2 separate regions of the Hordeum vulgare genome follow, and region 2 is linked to region 1. The links are chromatin contacts, called in public Hi-C maps. All regions are on one chromosome and are shown on one strand. Each heading gives the region's core, a stretch centred on a gene start, on an enhancer-like site or on the middle of the called end of the contact. The rest is flanking DNA. Distances are from core to core; before and after follow the strand shown.

The links. A called contact is a pair of places that touch in the nucleus more often than the background predicts.
Region 2: a contact with region 1 is called in a Hi-C map of seedling, with 6 times the contacts expected there. The contact joins the enhancer-like site here to the promoter of LOC123430076 in region 1. A contact is called at or near these places in 3 of 6 Hi-C or Micro-C datasets (leaf and seedling).

What each region holds. Positions count from the first base shown.
Region 1 is chr2H:353,852,732-353,857,655 of MorexV3_pseudomolecules_assembly, reverse strand. It overlaps LOC123430076 (glutaredoxin-C9-like), which reads left to right and starts at 2,191. Exons shown (of 1, transcript XM_045113989.1): 1 at 2,191-3,172. The coding sequence starts at 2,324. The coding sequence ends at 2,755.
Region 2 is chr2H:354,133,358-354,138,281 of MorexV3_pseudomolecules_assembly, reverse strand. No RefSeq gene overlaps it. Among protein-coding and RNA genes, the nearest start is that of LOC123427225, 130 kb to the right of the region's middle. Within about 2 kb of position 2,346, at least 2 of the 3 cell types and tissues checked have open chromatin away from gene starts, as enhancers often do. A contact at or near this core is called in seedling, where this site is marked.

The DNA of each region.
Region 1 (4,924 bases), core at 942-3,441:
CACCAAGATCAAACAAGGAAGACAAAAGAATTAAAGGCTATGCATGATGCATGATGCACATGAAATGACAACATCACCAAGTCTCTCATCCATTCACATTGCATCACAAGGTTGCCAAACATGAAAAGGAGAACAAAGGGGGATGGAAGGGCATTGGGGCTCTCACAAAAACACTGGCTTATTCGCTATATATATATATATATATATATATATATATATATATATATATATATATATATATATATATATATATATATATATATATATATATATATATATATATATATATATCAAAGCACACGTGCTTAAGGATTTGTATGTAGCAAATCCCAAATCCTCTCCGACGCAATCGATCCTCTCCGCGAGCAAATCCTTCAATCTACGGTCACACTTTCCCACGCGCACAACCAAAAAGGACCGATCCTATTTCGCGTGCTAGACATGGGCGGGGTTGCCAAGGGGTTCGCAATGGCTCGCCGCCACACAAGTGGGCCTACCATGACGACGAGTCCGGGAGCTCCGTCATCCGCCCGCCGATGAAGGAATGGTGTTGCGTGCAAGCGCAGGGGCGCGGCTCCGTCTCCCGCAGCGGCGATCAGTTGGTGTGGCGGTAATTCGACTGTCCCGACAAGATGCTCTAGCCGGTGATCAAGCGCCTTCGGGAGGGAGAGCACGAATTTTTCAAGGTGAAGGAGGCGGTCGCCGCCGGAGAAGAAGGGGTCAACGCGCGGTTAGAGACGGCCAAGGAAGAGTACGACTTTGCGTTCGTCCTCCCCAACTCCATGATGGAGTATCATCTCCATGTCAAGAAGGATGACTAGTTAGATTTTACTCCCTTCGTTTCATAATGTAAAATGTTTTTTCATACTACACTAATAAAAAAAAGTGTCTTGCGTTGTGTAAGGGAGGTAGTAGGTTTTAGATTTAGTATGTTTCGAGTTAGGTATGAAGTATATTTAAATTTGGGCGAAGTAGGATGACATAAACGCATATTTAAATTATGTAATACGCTTTACAAGATCTGCTGTGTCATGCAGCCGGCGTTACGGCAAAATTAATTTACAGTATCCCGTAAACGAATTTTAAGGTACCGCGGTTTTACCTGCTAAAGATGCTCTATTCGTTTTTTCTTAGGGAGTGCGGATTATTTGTGTTGGCTGTGTGGTGTGAGCCGTTGGTGACGAAGACGCAGCAATGATAGACGGTTATGCATGCCGGCCGGGCCTGCTGGGGGAATCGATCACGTGAAGGCAACGCGAGACGTGAATTTGTGACGACGGACGTGACGGCGTTTGGTGGTGCTGGGGCCCAGGAGTCAAACGGCGGCTGAGGGGGACGTCGTGCTGTCGGCTTGTCGGCTGCCGTGACGATCGACGCGGTCTTGTCGCCCTGTCATGTTCCGTTCCCTCCGTCTACTCGGCGTTCAATTCTATGCCTACAGGCTACAGGTACATGTAACTCTGGACATGATCAGTTCTTTTCCGGCCAACTGCACCCTCATGTCAAACACCCATAAGATAGATCACGGGGCAACCTGCCACCCTAAAATAGATCATGGGTAGCTTCTCCGGCGAGTGGCCGCTGCTTCTTCCTTCCCTCCGGCGGTCTGTTTCCTTGCTACGAAAATTGATTGACCCAAATTCTATTTGCAAGTGACTTAGATTTAGCTATTGTGTTTTTTCCCCGGGAAAAAGAAGAAGAAGACCAAGCTATTGTGTTTGTATATACGTACTTCAAATAATCAAATAATAAAGAGCAATTGATTTCGCTGATGTGGCACAAGATGAGTAAGCGGCCGTGCATGCTACATGCATGGATCGCCTAGCCATGCATCCATCTTTCGGCCATCCCTTTGCTTTTTTTCCTTCTCCTCGTCTAGGATGAAAAGCTACCGCCTACATACAGTGACCTCGCTTCGCTTTACTCTCTCATCTCTTGTAACCGATGTGGAATGGGGTGGAGTACTCGTGGTCAGAGTGTGCCGGGTTCGTTGCGGAGCTCGCGACCGTCTCTGCAAAAAGCGATCCATGTCTCTTTGACCCCCCACACCCTCAACCCAACCCTTCCCTTCCCTTCCCTTCTCCAACGCAGCAACGATCAGGACACACTTCGCGATTCGAGATACACACCCCCCCTTCCCATCGATCGACCCTGTCCGCTTCACCTCTCCTCCTATCCTATATAAACGCACCTCCACCTCTCCCTGTTTTCTTCACCCTCGTTCCCTTGCACTGCGCCAACAAAGAATTAACAACTATATACACACTCTCACTAGCGTAGCTAAGAGCTAAGGGAGGGAGAAGGAGAGGTCGGAGGCGTCAAAATGTTGAGGATGCAGCAGCAGCAGCAGGTTGATGGCGTGGTGGGCGGCGGCATCGTGGCGGAGGCAGAGGGCCACCAGGAGGCGGCGGTGTACGAGCGGGTGGCTCGCATGGCCAGCGGCAACGCGGTGGTCGTCTTCAGCGCCAGCGGCTGCTGCATGTGCCACGTCGTCAAGCGCCTCCTGCTTGGCCTCGGGGTTGGCCCCACCGTCTACGAGTTGGACCAGATGGGCGCCGCCGGACGGGAGATCCAGACGGCGCTGGCGCAGCTGCTGCCTTCGGGACCCGGCGCCGCCGGCCACCACCAGCAGCCGCCGGTGCCCGTGGTGTTCGTCGGCGGGAGGCTCCTGGGCGGCGTGGAGAAGGTGATGGCGTGCCACATCAACGGCACGCTCGTCCCGCTCCTCAAGGACGCCGGCGCGCTCTGGCTCTGACCGGCCACCTGCATTGCTGTCTCGCCGGCCGGAACTCATGGTGGCGATCAACGACGGCGTTTAATTTGCGTGTTGGTCGTTTTTCTTCTTTTTCTTTTCTTTTCTTTTCTTGTGCCAAGCCTGTGGCTGTGGGAAGGATGGACGCGTGCGATCGATGCATGGTGTGTTGAGCTTGACTAGCTAGTGAGATGTAGATATAATTAACAAGGAAAGCTTAATTAGCCGTGTCATTTGCGTGTGTTTATGTTCCTTAGGTGATTGTTATCTACGTAGGAGTAGTTGGTTACAGAGTGGAGAGGGATACTAGCAAGCTATCTATCAGACCAACAATGTAATGTAATGTAATGCAATGCAATGCAATGACGCCTAGCAAGCTAGCATGCACATCAGCACATGGTGTTATTATCCTGAGATAAATCAAGCGCCCTTTTATCTGTCCACCGTAAAACGTTACTACAATATCATATTGTAGTATTATGGTTTATTAAGCATGCTACTCCATCATATATACTCATGCTATCATTTCGGTCCATGTTACGCTTTGATGCGTACATGCATCTCATGCATGGTGTAGTAGTTACATTTTGATAATTGTTGGTGGAATATTGAATTTTTGAATTGATGGAAAGTGGGAAGACGCCGCAAGATGCGTCCATACAAGGTGATGCACGCGACTGTCCGTAGTACCGGTACGTACGCACGCAGTCGCAGATGGCAGACACATGCAGCAGAGCAAAGCCCCATGAAACGTTACTTTGCTTTTTTGTTTTTTTTTGCTGTTGCTGTTGGAGGGTTTGGTTCAAAGGCGTGAGGTAGCATGCATGAAGTGGTTGCCGTGAGATGCTTTAACCTCACTGTACCGGCTAGTTTTTTGCAGGCTTTCGTTGGTCATGGCCGGTAAGAATCGCTGAGGTTAGCCAAGACTAGATGCCGCTGGCAAGCAAGCAAGCACGGGTCGTGTGACGAGCCACAATGAACTCACCTGCATTACCAATACAAGACAAGCCATATTTCAGGCACGGTTAATTGCTAAACTTGATGTGCACTTTACTTGTGAATATGTACAGTCGTCGTGAATATGCCTTTGAACCAAGTATGTAAATTTTAAGAGAAAAGTAACGACATGGAGAAGAACAACTATACAAAATTAGTACTGTGGTCGTGATATGATACATACAAGTATATATGTAAATGTGTGCCGGTCAAAGCAAAGTGATAAGGTTTCCGGCGAGAAAAGAAACGGAAAAAGAAAGGGGGATGTAGTATTGTAACGCTAGGTTTGAAATGTCGGAGGTCATGGTGGAGTGGTGGACGGCAGAGGCAAGGCAAAAGAAAAAGTTGCCTGGGTGCAGTGGATGTACGTAAGTACGTGGGCATGGCGTGATGAGAACGAGTTTCCGTGAATAGGGCCGGCACGTCGCTGGGTTGTCGAAAGAGACGGAGAAGGAGCACCCCGTATAGACACTTAGACAGTATAGCAGTCCCGTCGGTCGTCACCCATGCATACGCATAACTGGCGATCCATATGCAAAGCAAAGTCCATCGCCCTTTGCCCGGTACCAGCATGCAGCATGCAGCATGCAGCATGCCGATGCCCTTTCGTCACTCGCTGCTGCTACACCACTACGCTCACTAGCTACGACAGCCTCAGCTATATGCCATGGATCGACATTCAAAAAAAAAATTACGACATTCAAAAAAACTAGTATATGCCATGGATACACGTAAGTAAACGTAGCAGTACATTACATACAATTACAGACGGGCCGTCGTTTTCAACCCCCCTCTCCTCTGAGCCAGCATTTGCAATGTGCCGATTCATCATATTAATGTCTGAATCAGATGTTTGCGATAGATAGCTCCACGCACACAGCGAGCCATTCTTTGATTGTTTTTGGCCGTGGTAGGTTTACTGACTAATCGATTATATACTTCACGTGGGTCTTCTAGTGGCACTCTTTTTTAACACACTACCACCACAGCTACTCATATACACGCACATATATTTATCTACATGCACGCATAACCTTTAAACATGTCCGAGATACTGAGACGCAACAAGATCTTAAAATTAATGAAGTCGTCGCATTCGTCTCATAGTTGACGGGGTGATGTCTCATGGCATCCTCAGCACATGCTGAACTCTAGCACGGTGTATTTGCAGTGCGT
Region 2 (4,924 bases), core at 1,097-3,596, 280 kb before region 1:
GTCCTTGATCCTTCTTCTTCCCTCTCCGTCCAGCAGAAGATCGAGCTCACCGAACAGTTGCGCCCCTGGCTCCTCCTTTTCTCCTCGTCGTCGAGCAGCCCGGCAACCCCATCTTCTACTCCACCGATGCGTTCCCTGGCCGAGATCGGTGCTGTCCAGGCCCCCATCTCAACTGCGATTCCTGGATCCATAGGAAAACCTCCTCTCAGCTCCATCTCTCACATGATGGCCCCCAAGGGAGACCTCGCTGGTGAGCCATCCTCAACGTGTCTGCAACCTCCTATGTGTTTGGTGCGTCCGTCGGAGAACAAGCAGATGCATCCGGTCCTTTTCCCCTCTTTGAAGCCCTCCCTCTCAGAATAGAAGGTATCAACAGTGCATCAATCCCCTCTCATTCGAAGATTGTTTTTCCTTGGTTACTATTGTTCTCCGTGTGGTGATCTTTAATTTCAAAATTGTAATAGGTGTCTAGTGTTGTGTGTGGAATATTCATAGTTACGCATGTCCAATGTGCGCCAAATATTGACTATTCTTGGCCTGAAATTGTTCTATCCAAGTACTACATCATTAAATCATCAAGTGTTGTTGGTTTTCTGATCACCCAAACTTCCATAGCTATGTTGACGACTGTCGTTTTTATTTTTTATTTTTTATTTTCTAGTGTCGAAGTTCAATGCTTCTAATGAAGTTGAGAATTGTTGAGATATTAACCTTTACATGGTTCCTACATATGTGTAGCTTCCTATAAATATATATATATATATTTTTTCTCATGGAAATGCTAACAATTATTGTTGGATTTCTAGTACTGTTGGAAGAAAGATGCATCTGCATGCTGGTGTCTACCTTGTTTAATTTTCATTTCAATTTTATCTTCTAGTTAAATTGGCTACTATTGACATACAACATGCATCCTACGAACAATTCCTCAACTGGAACTTTTCATGCTTCATATTGATTTGTTGTAACTACAAAATTCCATGCTTGCAGATAACACTTATTCTGTTACTTGAACTATCTTTTCATTCTTCTTTGTCATTGAGCTTTGTTTATTTAGGCTAGATTTCCATTTCCAATGCTCTATGCTTCAATTACAGATGAATCATATGTATCAACATATTTCCATGGTTCCTGCAAATTGTGCTTCCGAATCACACCTCAATTGCTTCAACCAATATTAGTTTGTGCTACGACGACGGAAACATTGCTTCTTATAATAAAATTATTGTTCATATTTTTTTTTCTTGCAACAATTTTTTTTGAACCACTACCAATCTATGATTCATTGAATATCATTTATGTTTCCATGAAAAACATACAAGATGCTCCTAAAATTTACTTATATATGTTTTCATGGTAGTGAATCCCGGCTTCAAGCATTGCAAATGTGTGCTTCTGTTGCTGTCTACACATTCGTTCGAGCAAGTGGGTGCTTGAACAAACATCGGTGATTCTTCTTTCACACATTATCGTACATGCTTCTTGCGGCAATATTTTGTTTCCAACCACTCTTGATGTTAGCTTATTGTTTGTTTCCAATATTTTTTCTATACAGATATTTTCCCACCCGATTAAGGCATACTTTATTTCAACAGAATGCTACTTGTGTTGAGTGTGCTCGACCAGAGATCACTTCTTATCGAAGGCGACCTTGTTGAAGAACTCGTGACGTGTGAGGAGCTCTTGTATGATCAGTAATTGAAAATGTACATCGAAGCTGCCTACGTATAAATGAAATTAGTGATGTTGTAGAAAGAATTGTATATTGTTTGGATCACATGAATTTGAGGTGATGTCTGTCCTTGTTTTGTGTTTCAGACAATTACTTTGACGAAACAAATGTTTCTATCAAATGTGAATATTTTCTTTGGTACAATAAATAATTTTCCTAAAGCAACCAAAAAGATACTTTTGTCTGATAGAAATGAGGCTTTCATGCATACAAAATAAAAGGATTTCTATCACATGATTGAATAATATGCTTGCATTGCATGAAAGGGTGCTTCCATCGATAAAAGTAACACTTCTATGATTGAATAATATGTTTACAACGTGAAAGTATGCTTCCATTGAAAAAACTAATGCTTTGCAAACTTCTGGTGAAAAGTGCATTTACCAAAAACACATCGCCATCTAAAAAAATGTTCCCTTGCACAAAACACATCTGCAAAAATAAAAATATATTTGTTCGTTGGAAGCAAATCACAAGCAGTTAGGAAGCTAATTACAAGTGATTAATGCAAAAACACGTAATTAACGGGAAGCATCCATAATTAGTGCTAATCATATCCTCTCATGGATGTCATGCGAGGCAAATCGGACGTCCGTGCTTCCTTCAATCGTACGGTGCATAGGTGGGCTGATGGATGGATTCCATCTATAGTCTGATGGCTAGCGCTCTCCTGACATAAATGTGGCAACTAGGAACGATGAAAGAAAATCGACGAAACATGTCAACATGGGATCTTATTTTGACTGTCTCGTCGAGACGAACCTAACGGTAAAGACGAATCTTCAATCAAATTATTAATCTGTGAAATAAATCATTTTTTCAACCCGCATGCATGCATGCATAGAGTCCACGTTGTTGTGGAGCAGGTTGAAAGCGACGGGTTGCTTTTTTTAATGCTCGGACATGTATGCACGGAAAGGAAAGGGTGCGGGAGTGCTAATTAGATTTTCTCATGTTTAAAATGTACTTTCTTTATAAAAATATGAAAATGTTTAGATCACTATTTAATGATTTAAATGATTTTATATACTGTACATCAATGATTTAAACGTCCTTATATTTATTTACAGAGAGTATTAACTAACCAGAACATCTTTCTTCATTTCGTTTTCCCGCTCTCTCCTTTGGAGCATTCCATTTTTTTTTCAGGGCGATTGACAAAAATTAACATCCCCGCAAGCAAGCTCAAACGCACAAAGCATAAACGTAGTGCTGTTGCATTCCAATATCAGTATGCATGCGGGCCTAGATCGAACAATTGATCAGTGAAGGAAGAGGCAAGAAGAGGAGGCCCAGGGAACATAATCACATAACCCAACAAAAAACGACTTTACCGGCACAATCTCTGTCCCAAAAAAGTTAGATCGATGCCTCACATCATCGGCTAGTAGTAGTACTAGTAGGAGTATCTGCGTCCTGCCTGCCGCGGCACACTTTAATTAAGCGTGCATGTTTTACTCTTCTAGACACCTTGGGCATGGCGAAAGCTAGCTACCAGGTAGGTAATGATTCTGCCCCAAGATCGCACGACACTATCCATTACAACATCACATTGGTTGGGCAACGAAAAAGACTAACATCGTGTCTTCCTCTGTCGACGGACACCCGTTTAGGGAACAAGCTTAGAGCATTTACAATCCGATCCCTTGTATCCGTGTTAACCAGCACTGTTTATATCTAACTCAAATATGGACGGATATGAGCGTTTACGAACAACCGGATACGCGTGTTACGTTGGTTTGATGATAGGGTCCTATGCAGACTTGTTCAGAAACCTGACAGTTCGACGGACGCCTTGTTCGTCGCCACGGTGTGAACATCGTGTGACGTCGCTGTAGGCACTTGACGTAGCTAGCATTTGACAACAGGGTGGACCGCTTCCTTTTTTTTTGACAACAAATATGACACATGTATTATCTAACTAATTATCATTAACACGTAAAAATAGATCAATATGATCTTACAACCGTACTAAAATTCTTAATTATGTCTCGGTTTTGCATAGAAAAACTAATATGGTACATACTATATACCTTGACAAATGAGAATTCAAAGAAGATTGTGTCTCCTACCTACGCTTTTGCATGGTTATGAAAGTATCAATTATGTCTTCTTCATTCACCTTAGAGAAAATTGTCAGGACCCCGATCTTAAGTCATAGGAATCCAGCCTGTAACACACAACATCACTTTAAGGTCTCACGCACGGTTAACCTTACGACTGCCACCTTACCTTCTCAGGGACCGTTTGTGTCTTTTAGCTCACGTTTGCAACGCGTCGCTAGCATTTCAATGTCAAAGAACCCGGGTTGACATAACTAGTTATAAATCCAAGTGGCACATCCATACACACAGAGGCATACGTAACCCAACAAAGCAGGTGTCGGCCATCAACATGTGTAGACGAGTCGTAGCAAGCTACAAGGCCTTCATTACATTGCGAGACATTTCCCCGAAGGGACAGACGCAACAGCTAAGAAGGATACATGCCGGTCAACCGATGCGTCCGAAGCAGTAGCAAGCTACCAAGGCTCAGTGGAATCACAAAGGGGCGTTTCTCTTAAAGAGTACTACTAAAGGCGCACAACTAGGCGTCGAACCTCATACATATCATAGTACATAACACGTATGCATGACATACTCAATATGCATAGATACAACAAATAGCATCACAATATAATCATACAACATCACAACATTATTTAGAAGACTCGGAAGAGCCTTACATAATAAGTTCATACAGGTAGGGGTCACATCACTCGACACTCAAGTACAAACAAAGTCATACAAGCCATGCAGAAACATTAAAGCTGTCTGGGTACACACAAATGAAAGGAAAAGGCATAAAGCATGGCTATCTACAGACCCCTTCCGAAAGGGCCAGATCGTAGCTGGAACACCAGCTACTCGTCATCATCGACGTCTAGGTAGAACGCACCAGATGGTTCGTGGGTATCTTCTGCAACACTTATTAAGCAAACATGAGTACGAAATTACTCACCAAGACTTCAAATCAGATATATCTACTCATGCACAAGTATCAACAAAGGGGGTTGTGGGGTTTCATGCAACAAGCTAACTTTGGCTCTTAGCTAATGTATACTACGACTACAAATATTTTGGAACAAGTTTTGATAAGTCGTACATGAGTCTACTACCTCCACAACAATACACTATCATTGATTCTTTCTCG